Linked DNA regions of Arachis hypogaea: region 2 is linked to region 1. Evidence: chromatin contacts called from public Hi-C data. All regions are on one chromosome and are shown on one strand. Each heading gives the region's core, a stretch centred on a gene start, on an enhancer-like site or on the middle of the called end of the contact. The rest is flanking DNA. Distances are from core to core; before and after follow the strand shown.

Region 1 (5,911 bases), core at 1,369-3,868:
GAACACCTAGCTGCTTGCCGTGTGAACAGCACATGTGAACCGGAGGATGCTTATTGGGCTAAAAACACATACTTTGAAGGTTATGGTTATCTACAGCTCAGTCTTAGCATTGAAGGTTCGCTTTGCCTAAAAGATTATTCCTCTGGTTCTGAACTGGAGTGTTTAGCTAGTAGCAAGAACCTCACAGACAAGTCAAAGAATGCAACTTTTATCTACCGTGCTACACTTGATGAAGATGGGGACTTCAGACTGTATGCTCACCAATTCGAGGGAAATACTAGCTCAGGTGTGCAAACGCTGTGGAAAGCCGTGGAGGGGGATAAATGTCAAGTCCCACTTTGTGGCTTGAACAGTTACTGCTTCATCAAGAGCGACAAAGTCATGTGTCAGTGTTATCCCGGTTTCATCCCTATCAAGAGTGGTGGTAACGATACCAGGTTTCTCGACTGCGAACAGAACCACAGCAAAGATAATTGTGAGAGCATAGAGGACCCAACAATGATGTACAATATGACTTCCTTAAAGGATATCTACTGGGGTGGTTCTCCTTATTTGGTTGTGCCAATAGAGATGGAAACTTGCAAGAAGTCTTGTCGGAAAGACTGTGATTGCAGGGCGGTGTTATATAAGAGCGGCATCTGCGAAAAATATAAGCTTCCACTTCTATATGGCAGAAGCTCTAAAGATGCATCAATGACGGCCTTCGTGAAGATGCCTTCAGGAATTGTCCTAAGTCCTACTTCAAACCAAACTGCTCTATCTCCAACAAAGCCCTGCGTCTTTGTTGATGACAAGAGAAGTCTTATAATGATTCTGTCCCTTACCCTGGGTTGGATTTCGTTTTTTGGTTTGGTCTTTGTATTGTATATTTTCATCATTTACAGGCATCAAGTTCATAGGTATGCAATATTATCTGCAAGTGAAAATCTAGGATTTGTAGAAGAATGTTCCTTGCGTTCATTTTCCTTTGATGAACTTGTGAAATCAACTGGAGGCTTTGCAGAGGAGATAGGCAGAGGATCTTTTGGAGCGGTTTATAGAGGCACAATTGGTGACAGTAACAGAAGGGTTGCTGTGAGGAGACTTGAGAAATTTGTTGATGAAGGGGAGAGGGAATTCCAAGCAGAAATCACAGCCATTGCTCGAACTCATCATAGGAATCTGGTGAAGCTCATTGGTTTCTGCATTGATGGATCCAGGAAGCTTCTTGTTTTTGAATATCTCAGCAATGGGTCTCTTGCAGATCTTCTCTTCAAGTCTCATATGACTATGGCTTGGAAAGAGAGATTAAAGATTGCATTAGACGTGGCTAGGGGAGTCTTGTATCTGCATGAGGAGTGTGATGTTCGGATTATCCACTGCAACATAAAGCCTCAGAATATACTCATGGATGAAGTGTGGACTGCAAAGATATCCGATTTTGGATTTGCAAGGCTGTTGAAACCCAGCTATTCAAGAATGAAGAAAATGGATGACAAGAGAAGTAGGTACTTGGCACCTGAATGGCAGAAGGATGAATCAGTGTCAGTTAAAGCTGATGTTTATAGTTTTGGGGTGGTGTTACTGGAGATTGCATTCCGTAGAAGCAGTATTGATATGAATGTTGCATCACCAGAAGAGATAGTTCTTTCCAGCTGGGTATATAAATGCTATGCGGCGGGGCAGTTGAATAAGCTTGTGGCAGATGATGAAGGCGAAGATGTAGATTGGAAAATACTTGAAAGAATGGTGAAGTTGGGGTTGTGGTGTGTTCAAGACAAACCATCTCTTCGTCCGACAATGAAGGATGTGATCTTAATGTTGGAAGGACTGAAAGATATTCCGGTTCCTCCCTCTCCAGCCTTCTTTGTTGAATAATCTAGGGACACCACCGTCCATTTTTATGTTGTTCTTGTCATCCATGTTGTGTGTAGCGTTTGTACTTGTCGTGCCATCCATGGGAGTACATAAAAAGAAAGGTTTATGTTTTCATATTGCATATAATAATAACAGTTGTTTATAAATTGTATTTACATGTATGCCAGTGGAGATTCACATAATAATAATATTAGTTTTTCATTTCTACAGCTTCAAAACGTTTGGTTACGCTACTCTATTATATATGGAATCATTATCATAGACACAAATGTTCATTAATATATTATCACACTTTGGATTTAAATCGATGAATCTTCCCCTGCATTACATGGGTAATTTACATGTTATATTCATATTTGATTCATGCGGTTCAACAGGGGATTCACTAACTCGAAACTTTGACCGAGTCCATGGTCTCATTGAGCTTTAACAAAATAATGTATGAGTTCCTTGTTTACCAGGTCTAAAGACCGTGGAAGATACTCCAAATGTGTGATAATGAAGATTGACGTTCATTGTCTAGTTAGAAAGCTTCTTAGGCTTTTCTTCACTAGGTGTCTTTCCACAACTGGTCCAAGAAATTTTGGTCTTATTTGTTTGCACTATTGCTAGTTTTCCACTTGATGTTGATTTGAGTGGTTATAGATGAAGCAAGGTCTTTGTATGGCATTTCCTATAAAGCTCAAAGCATGAAAGGCAATGATGTTATGAGCCAGTTTGCATCTCTTGTTATCAAGACCAAAGTACTGATTTGAGTAGTTATGAATACTCTTTCTGCAAGTGCCGTTGGTATCTTCCTATTGCTCCTGTCCTTATGTTATGTAGGAAGAACAACAGAAACACAAGTTCCAGTTACAAAGATAACACCCGGTTCCTCACTTCACCCTGCCACTAACCCTACTCACTGGTCTTCTTCTTCTGGCCAATTTGCATTTGGCTTTTATAAGCAAGGTAGTGGCTATGCCGTTGGAATCTGGTTGGTTGATGCGAAGAACAATACGGTGGTATGGACTGCAAACCGAGACGATCCACCAGTTACTTCAAATGCAACTCTACAGCTGACTGCACAAGGTAAATTTGTTGTGCAAACAGAACAAGGAAAAGAGATGCTCTTTGCTAATGCAACTGCTTCCTATGCCTCCCTGCTCGATTCTGGAAACTTTGTACTATATAACCAGACTTATGGCATCATATGGCAGAGTTTTGATTTCCCAACCGATACTATGTTAGGTGGTCAATCTCTACCTTCTGGAGGTCAATTATTGTCTAGTTCTTCAGATACCAATCATTCAAGTGGACGATTTCGCCTTAAGATACAGGATGATGGAGACTTTGGTCTGTATCCAGCACATACAACTGACACAACAAGGGATGCTTACTGGCCGCAAGGTACTCCATTATATAATGATAAGATAGTCAAAGGCAAAGCTTATCTTTACCTCAACAAAACAGGTTTGCTGGTGTCCAAGAATGGTAGCAATAGTGTTATTTCGAGCCATTATGGACCTTTATCTGGCGATAGTGTCGGCAGCAACCAGACCATTTATCGTGCAACCCTGGACCCTGATGGGGTTTTCAGGCTGTATGCTCATGATAAAGGTAGTGTGTCCAAGAAAGTTTCACAGTGGCCATGGGATGACGGATGTGAGGTAAAGGGTTACTGCGGCTTTAACAGCTACTGTACATTCAACGACGACAAACCCTACTGCTATTGTCTTGAAGGTTTCGACTTTATAGAGCCAGATCAACCCACTCTTGGCTGCAAAAGGAACTTCTCAATTGCAGAGTGTAGAGGTGAGAAAGGCAGCGCAGCTGCAGCCTATTATAACATGGTCACCATGCTAGATATTCAATGGGATGATCACGCTTATTCCGGGGCCGATATGGAGCACGAACAAGAATGCTCTGATTCTTGTTTGGCTGATTGCAACTGTTGGGGTGCCCTTTATGAGAACGGGAAATGCTTGAAACAAGGGATGCCTTTCAGATATGTCTCAAGGAGAGTTGAAGAGTTCTCAGCCACAGCCAGCACAATGTTCTTAAAGGTGGGAAATATCACCCATAAAAGCAGGAATCCTAATGATGTATTCATGTCTCTCCCAATCAGGAGTACTAGCAACAAAGCAGTTGTCACTATCATTGTCATCACATCGGTGTTCACTCTTCTTTTATGCTCAATGATCACCATCTCTTGCCACCTGATTTACAAGACTCGAGTTCTAAGGCTTCAGAGGCAGATGGAGACTGGGAACTTAGGCCTAAATGAAGAAGTGGCCTTGAGAAGATTTTCATATAGTGAACTGAAGCGGGCAACAAACGGTTTCAAGCAAGAGCTGGGTAAGGGTTCTTTTGGAGCAGTCTACAAAGGCAGCTTATACAAAAGTAGAAGATCCATTGCAGTGAAGAGACTAGAGAAGCTAGTTGAAGAAGGAGAAAGAGAGTTCCAAGCAGAGGTGCGAGCCATCGGAAAAACACATCACAGGAACCTTGTTCGCTTGCTGGGATTTTGTGCCGAGGGTCCCAAGAGGCTTCTGGTCTATGAATACATGAGTAATGGTTCCCTTGGAAAGCTCATCTTTGGGGGTGAAAAGCGTCCTGATTGGCATGAGAGAGTGAGAATAGCACTGGATATTGCAAGAGGGATCCTTTATCTCCATGAAGAGTGTGAGGCACCCATTATTCACTGTGACATAAAGCCTCAAAATATCTTGATGGATGAATTTTGGACTGCAAAAATATCTGATTTTGGTCTAGCAAAACTCTTAATGCCAGATCAAACGAGAACCTTCACAGGGATTAGAGGGACAAGAGGGTATGTGGCTCCAGAATGGCACAAGAACACCCCAATATCAGTGAAGGCAGATGTTTACAGCTATGGTGTTGTGCTGCTGGAAGTTATATGCTGCAGAAGGAACATCGAAATTAGCGTTTCTGTACCAGAGGAGATTCTTCTCTCTAGCTGGACCTATAACTGCTTTGTTGCTAAAGAGTTGCATAAGCTAGTTCCTAGGGAAATAGTGGATAAGAATGTTTTGGAAAATATGGTGAAGGTAGCACTGTGGTGTATCCAAGATGAGCCTGCTCTCCGGCCAACAATGAAGAGTGTGGTGTTGATGTTAGAAGGGGTTACTGATGTAGCTATTCCTCCTTGTCCAACAACCTCTATTTCTATGTAAATTCTCTTCTGCACTGTGGGAAATAATATTGATGTGTCTTTGTGTTTTTCAGTTTATATGTTTGTCTTCTGTTTAGTGCGTTTCAAATTCTTTCAATTGTTCTCGGTGGTGTTGAGATATATAACAAGGTACAAGAAAGAAGCTAATGTAATTCCCATGATAATTAATGTTTTATCAAAACCACTGCTTTTGAATTGATGATCAGAAGTTCAAGACACTACAGTTTGTGATATATGAATTGTACTGTTAATCTATTATAAGCATAATAATCACAAACATGTCATTTTAATGTTTACTTTGTTAATATAAAATAGAAATGAATAAAAGAAGGTAAAATTTTCAGAGAGAATATGAGTAGTGATTTTGATAGTGAAGTCAAGATCATTGAGTTTGACTGGAGCATTGCATCATAGCCATAGGATGAATTGAAGGGTTCTTTCAAGTGTAGAACACGGCATAACTCGGTGGCTGGTTTTTGTGTTCATGTTATGAATTTATGGGTGATTTGATTATTTATTGGTTCATTATAATAATTTTAGTCTCTTAGATACTGACTCAAAATCTTCCACATAATATATAAACAGTGACGTTTGAGAGGAAAATGAAGACTACAGAAAATAATTGTTCAGGCTCTATTCTAATATTAGTGTTTGACAGTGAAATCAACCTATATTATTTTCAACCAACTCAATGCTCTTGTTATTTTTGCTTCAACACATGAGACTTGATAATACAGTTACAGTTCAGCAACACGCCACAGCCATAGGATGAATCAAGTGAAGAACACGGCACACATATCATTCATTCATTCATTCCTTCGTTCTTTTCTCTTACTATAACTAAGCAATGATCCATATTCTCACTTTTATGATCTTTGT
Region 2 (5,911 bases), core at 1,687-4,186, 170 kb after region 1:
AGAAACAATGCACAAAAATATATATATGAAATCAACTCAGGGAAGACAGCAACAATAACATTTTTTTGTCACATGGAATTAGAAGTTGGGCAAGGAGGAACTGGCACATCAGTAACCCCTTCAAGCATGAGCACCACACTCTTCATTGAAGGCCGGAGAACAGGTTCATCTTGGATACACCACAGTGCCACCTTCACCATATTTTCCACAACATTCTTATCCACTTCTTCCCAATGAACTAGCTTGTGCACCTCTCCAGCAACAAAGCACTTATAGGCCCAACCAGACAGAAGAATCTCATTTGGCTCTGACACATTAACATCAAGGTTTCTCCTGCAACACACTGTCTCAAGAAGCACTATCCCATAGCTGTAGATATCAGCCTTCACTGTTATTGGTGTGTTCTTGTTCCATTCAGGGGCCAAGTATCCTCTTGTCCCTCTAACCCCTGTGAAAGTTCTTGTTTGATCCGGCATGAGAAGCTTTGCTAGCCCGAAATCGGATATTTTGGCAGTCCAGAACTCATCCATCAAGATATTTTGAGGCTTTATGTCGCAGTGAATGATGGGTGCCTCACATTCTTCATGCAGATAGAGGATCCCTCTTGCAATATCCAGAGCTATTCTGACTCTTTCATCCCAATCTGGAAGCCTTTCATCGCCAAAGAGAAGCTTCCCAAGGGAACCATTACTCATGTATTCATAGACCAGAAGCCTTTTGGGACCCTCGGCACAGAAGCCAAGCAAGCGAACAAGGTTCCTGTGGTGTGTTTTTCCAATGGCTCTCACCTCTGCTTGGAACTCTCTTTCTCCATCTTCAACCAACTTCTCAAGTCTCTTCACCGCAATGAATCTCCTACATCTTCCCGCCTTGTATAAAACCCCTTTGTAAACTGCTCCAAAAGAGCCCTTTCCCAACTCTTGTTTGAAACCGTTGGTTGCTCTCTTGAGCTCAGTGTATGAAAATCTCCTCAAAGCCACTTCCTCATTCAGCCCCAAGTCCCCAATCTCCAAGAGCCTTTTGTACTTGAGAACTCGAATCTTCGACATCAAATGACAAGATATCCCAATAGTGGAGCAGAAAATCAGAGTGAAAATGGAGGTAACAAGAATAATACGTAGAATTGCTTTGTTACTAGTAGTCTTGATGAATTGATTGTTCCAAGAATCTCAGGGACAGGCTCACTGCTAACATTATTCAAGTTCAAGTTTCTTACCTTGAAGAATTTCAAGGAGGGTACTTCTTCGTTTCCCTGTATCCTTTTTGCATATCTGAGAGGGGGTTGCTGCTTTGTACAAATCATGCTATTCTGATCATAAGAAGCAGCCCAACAATTGCAATCTTTCAAACAAGAAGAAGAGCAATCTTCCTCCTCTGACATTTGTGCCTGAAAATAAGAGCGGTCACCACGTGCCCAGGCCAATTTATCCAAAGGGACCATTCTGTAAAACGCGTCCTCACTACACTTGTCTTCTGAGAAGTTCCTTCTTCATCCAAGAGTATTTTGGTTCGGATCTAGATAATCAAATCCCAGAAGACAATAGCAAAATGGATTCTCATCGGCCAGTGCACAGTAGCTGTTGAAGCCGCAATAGCCCTTCACTGAACAAACAGTATCAGGCCAAGTGCTTACTATGCTGCTGTCTTTGGTAATTATGTCATGAGCATAGAGTCGGAAAACTCCATCAAAATCCAGAGTTGCACGATAAATAATTGTGGTGTTGTTCTTGTTCTTGTTCTTGTTCCCGGCAGCTAAATAATTAGTAGAAGTATCAAAAGGAAGCTCAAAAATGATCCTCAAATCAGTGTCATTCCTGATAAGTAGATAGCTTGTTGTTTGGTCGAGGCAAAGATGATAGGTGGTGATAGGAGCGTTGTTGTTGGTGCCGGTGGCATAGTAAGCATCAGAAGGGTAAGAGAGGCTTTTGATAGGGTAAGAGACAAGGTTGTTATCTTTCTGCATGACGAGATAGAAAAGCCCAATTGATGAATGGTCTGTTTTGGAGACACCAAAGACCAATTTGTTTCCATTGATCAACCTTTGCCCTCCTAAAATGGTGTCAGTTGGGTGATCAAAGCTTTGCCACACAACACTATGGGAAGTGTTCTTGTTGAGGTTGACCGGTGTATAGCTCGTTCATTGATGAATTTTTTCAAGCTTCTCGTCGGAATGAGTTATACGTCGGCAAGGAGAGAACAAGGGGGTGGGTACCTGCAAAAGACACTCCGACGCTCAAGTCAGTAAGTGTTTAAGATGTATAAGAATAATTCTATGAATATAGAATGTAAGACATAAAATAGAAATCATCATGTGTTGTATATTATAATAATTATATGAATATAGAATATATCTAGAATGTCTCTAGAACGTATCTAGAATGTATAGTGTATATAGAGATTGGTGCCTTTTATAGGTATAGAGTTGATGAATAGAATTGATGATATGACCGTTAATCATTAAGTAGAATAATGGTCATTAAGTCAGTAATGAATGTGTCAGTTATAGAATGAATGATAATTAAGGCCGAGTTATAACTCATAATACACAATAAAGACCGAGTTATAAGGTGACGGATCATAGCCCCCAAGCTTTGTCTGCCGATCATATGATCCAGGCTAAGCTTAGAAAATAAAATGATTTATAACTCGGTTAAAAGATAAGTGAATAATGATATGGTGAGCCCCCAAGCTTAGTCGGGTTATTATGTCGGCACGTATTCAAAAAATAATTGAATGATAAGAGTCATTCAATCAAGATAGTTGTGTGGGGGATACTTTTCCACTTAAGAACAATTTTAGAGATAGATATCCATTGGCGGAATCGATTGTATGATCCGAGGATATAATGGTTAATTGTCTTGGGAATTTTTCCGACCCACAACAACTTATTGATAAATTTCTCTCTCAAAGCAATTAGTTATTGAATATTTACAATTTACAATGAAGATCTGACATGAATAAGATAAATTGAGAAAATGAATAGGTATAAAACATATATTGAATAATATATATTGTAAAAATAAAATAGTTCAAAGTAAAAAAAAAAAATATATATATACCTTGAAAGTTGATAATTGTAGAGAAGAAGACGACATATATGAATGTCATACATGCCAAATGTGAATATCTGAATTTTGTTTTGTAGGACATGCTTTAATTTGATAATAAAGCAATAAGATAACAGTTATTGAATTATACATTTAGTATAATTTTCTAGCAGTTACAATATGACGAGGGATATTCTTCGTGCAATAATAGTAAATTGCCTGTTCAATTTTCTACATTAAACAAATAGTAACATAAAATTTAATAGCATAAAGTGAATAGTGTAACAGTTATATACAATTGATATATAATTAATTTTTGATGAAATCTAATTTTAAGATTTGAACTCATCATTAGTGTCATTTAATTGTATAAATGAAATCATTAAGCAATAATAATATAATACATAATGAAATAAAAATACAATTGACATGGTTGTTATATGTCATTATTGTATAGAACATATATTGAGGTTTGAATATAACTAATAAATAAGTAAATATTAGTTACACAAAATATAAATGCAAAAGTATGTTGAATAAAATATACAATTTTACTTGTGTAAATAGGAAACTTTGAAAAAGTAAGCAAAATTGATAAGTGAGTTTGTGCTCGAATTGATCGAGTTTGTTCTCGGATTGATTGAAAGCCGAGTTTATTCTCGGATTGGTTAATTGATCGATTATAAGATGTGAAATATTATCATACGTAAAAGTGAAGCAATTTGAAGGTATAAAATATAAACCTTATAAAAAGTTACGAATTACGATAGATTAAAATTTGATAAGAAGTATTAAATAAAATCTTAAACAAGATTGTTGAGATTGGTTCAAAAATTTGAATGTAAATCAAGTTTTATAAACCTAAGGGGAGTAGGAATTATTTTACTCGTCCCCACAGACGGCGCCAATTGTTCTTGCTGAGGTTGACCGGTGTATAGCTCGTCCGTCGATGAATTTCTTCAAGCTTCTCGTCGGAATGAGTTATACGTCGGCAAGGAGAGAACAAGGGGGTGGGTACCTGCAAAAGACACTCCGACGCTCAAGTCAGTAAGTGTTTAAGAGGTATAAGAATAATTCTATGAATATAGAATGTAAGACATGAAATAGAAATCATCATGTATTGTATATTATAATAATTATATGAATATAGAATATATCTAGAATGTCTCTAGAACGTATCTAGAATGTATCTAGAATGTATAGTGTATATAGAGATTGGTGCCTTTTATAGGCATAGAGTTGATGAATAGAATTGATGATATGACCGTTAATCATTAAGTAGAATAATGGTCATTAAGTCAGTAATAAATGTGTCAGTTATAGAATGAATGATAATTAAAGCCGAGTTATAACTCATAATGCACAATAAAGACCGAGTTATAAGGTGACGGATCAGGAAGCATTATAGATCACAAAGTTGCCGGAATCCAGCATGGAAGCTGAAGCTGCTTCTTTTCCAAGGTTTGAAAATGAAAAGCTAGTGATGTTGAGTGCCGCTACTGCTTCTTCTTCGGTTCCTTGTCGAAGAAGCAAACCCCGTGGGGTTAGCTGCAAGGTGGAGGAAGAGGAAAGTGGCAAACCGTCGCGGTTAGCGGTCCAGACCACGGTGTTGTCGGGGTCCAGAATCCATATGCCAAGAGCGTAGCCATCACGGTGAGGATAAAAGCCAAATGCAAAATTGCCGGAACTTGAAAGCCATGAAGATGGATTGCTGTTATTATTATTACCATTGGCAGAGAGCGATTTGCCCAACCCAATGATGTTCTCAACAGGTGTGGCTTCATTTGCTATTATTAGTATTAGAAGCAAGAAGAGAACAAGAATGATGGAAATGGTAGCCATGAAAAGCATGAGAATGAGCATGAGCATGACAATGTTTACTCTTAATTAATAACTTAGTTTCCACCAGTTAAGGAGAGGGTCCCACTCCAACATGCCGTATTGACTGGTGGCAATGGCACGCGGCACCTTTTTGAATCTATGAAGCTTCGCCTTTGGCATGTCATAACTACTCAAATCAGCGTATTATATTGGAAAAGAAAAGCCATACATGCAGGTTGAGCGACTTACCATTATAACCAAGTCTTCTTGGGGGATACTTACTGCCGATTGGAAAACTTTAAAAGTAATTTTTTTTTATTTTTGACTTATGAAAGGTAGTAGTATTAATGTTTGGTGCAATTTTCAAAACCAAATTGTAACTTTTTAAGAAGCTATTTAGGAGCTTATAGAGAAGTTAAAAAAAATGACTTCTCTCATAATACTTCTACTTTTCATCATATTTCTATAAAATAAGCACTTTTAGAGTTAAAAATCCAAACACAAAATAACTTATTTATAAGTTACTTTTAACAGAGTCACTTATTATTTAAGTTATTTTATCAAAAGGAGTTTAATTAAATTAGTTACTCAAACTAAGCCTTATACTTATTATACAATATACATGCATGTTCACATGCCTACGTTGAAACTAAACAATTTCTTTAGTAGCAGTGTGCGTTCATATTATGATAACTCTCAAAATATTTTTTAAGATTTATTTTTTGTCCTTACTTCCAAACTTATTTATTCCTTTGGTGTCTATGAATCTAATTTGTCTTAAAAATAGAGATAGAATAAAATAAAATTTACTCTTTTATTTTTGAATTCCATGAACAAAATTTAGATATTATAGAAAAGACCTTCTAAACATACTCATCTAACTTAATTTATAAAGTAGAAGATAAAATAAAAGAGAAAGGATTAGGAACTAATATATGTAGTGTACAATATGTACAATGGAAATTATATTAAAATTAAAAATAAATTAAGGTTAATTAATTAATTTTTAATTGTTTCATATTTGAAATTTGAAAGGAATTAGA

Evidence for each region. Hi-C and Micro-C count contacts between places; a contact is called where the count stands out from the background.
Region 2: a contact with region 1 is called in a Hi-C map of leaf, with 2.7 times the contacts expected there. The contact joins the promoter of LOC114924106 here to the promoter of LOC112738238 in region 1. A contact is called at or near these places in 2 of 8 Hi-C or Micro-C datasets (leaf and an unstated tissue).

Annotation. Positions count from the first base shown.
Region 1 is chr13:43,815,097-43,821,007 of arahy.Tifrunner.gnm2.J5K5, forward strand. It overlaps LOC112738238 (G-type lectin S-receptor-like serine/threonine-protein kinase LECRK2), which reads left to right and starts at 2,619. Exons shown (of 1, transcript XM_025788588.3): 1 at 2,619-5,089. The coding sequence starts at 2,619. The coding sequence ends at 5,033. It overlaps LOC112738236 (G-type lectin S-receptor-like serine/threonine-protein kinase LECRK2), which reads left to right. Exons shown (of 1, transcript XM_025788587.3): 1 at 1-2,058. The coding sequence ends at 1,857.
Region 2 is chr13:43,981,190-43,987,100 of arahy.Tifrunner.gnm2.J5K5, forward strand. LOC114924106 (G-type lectin S-receptor-like serine/threonine-protein kinase LECRK4) reads right to left here and starts at 2,937. Exons shown (of 1, transcript XM_029291591.2): 1 at 1-2,937. The coding sequence starts at 1,049. The coding sequence ends at 69.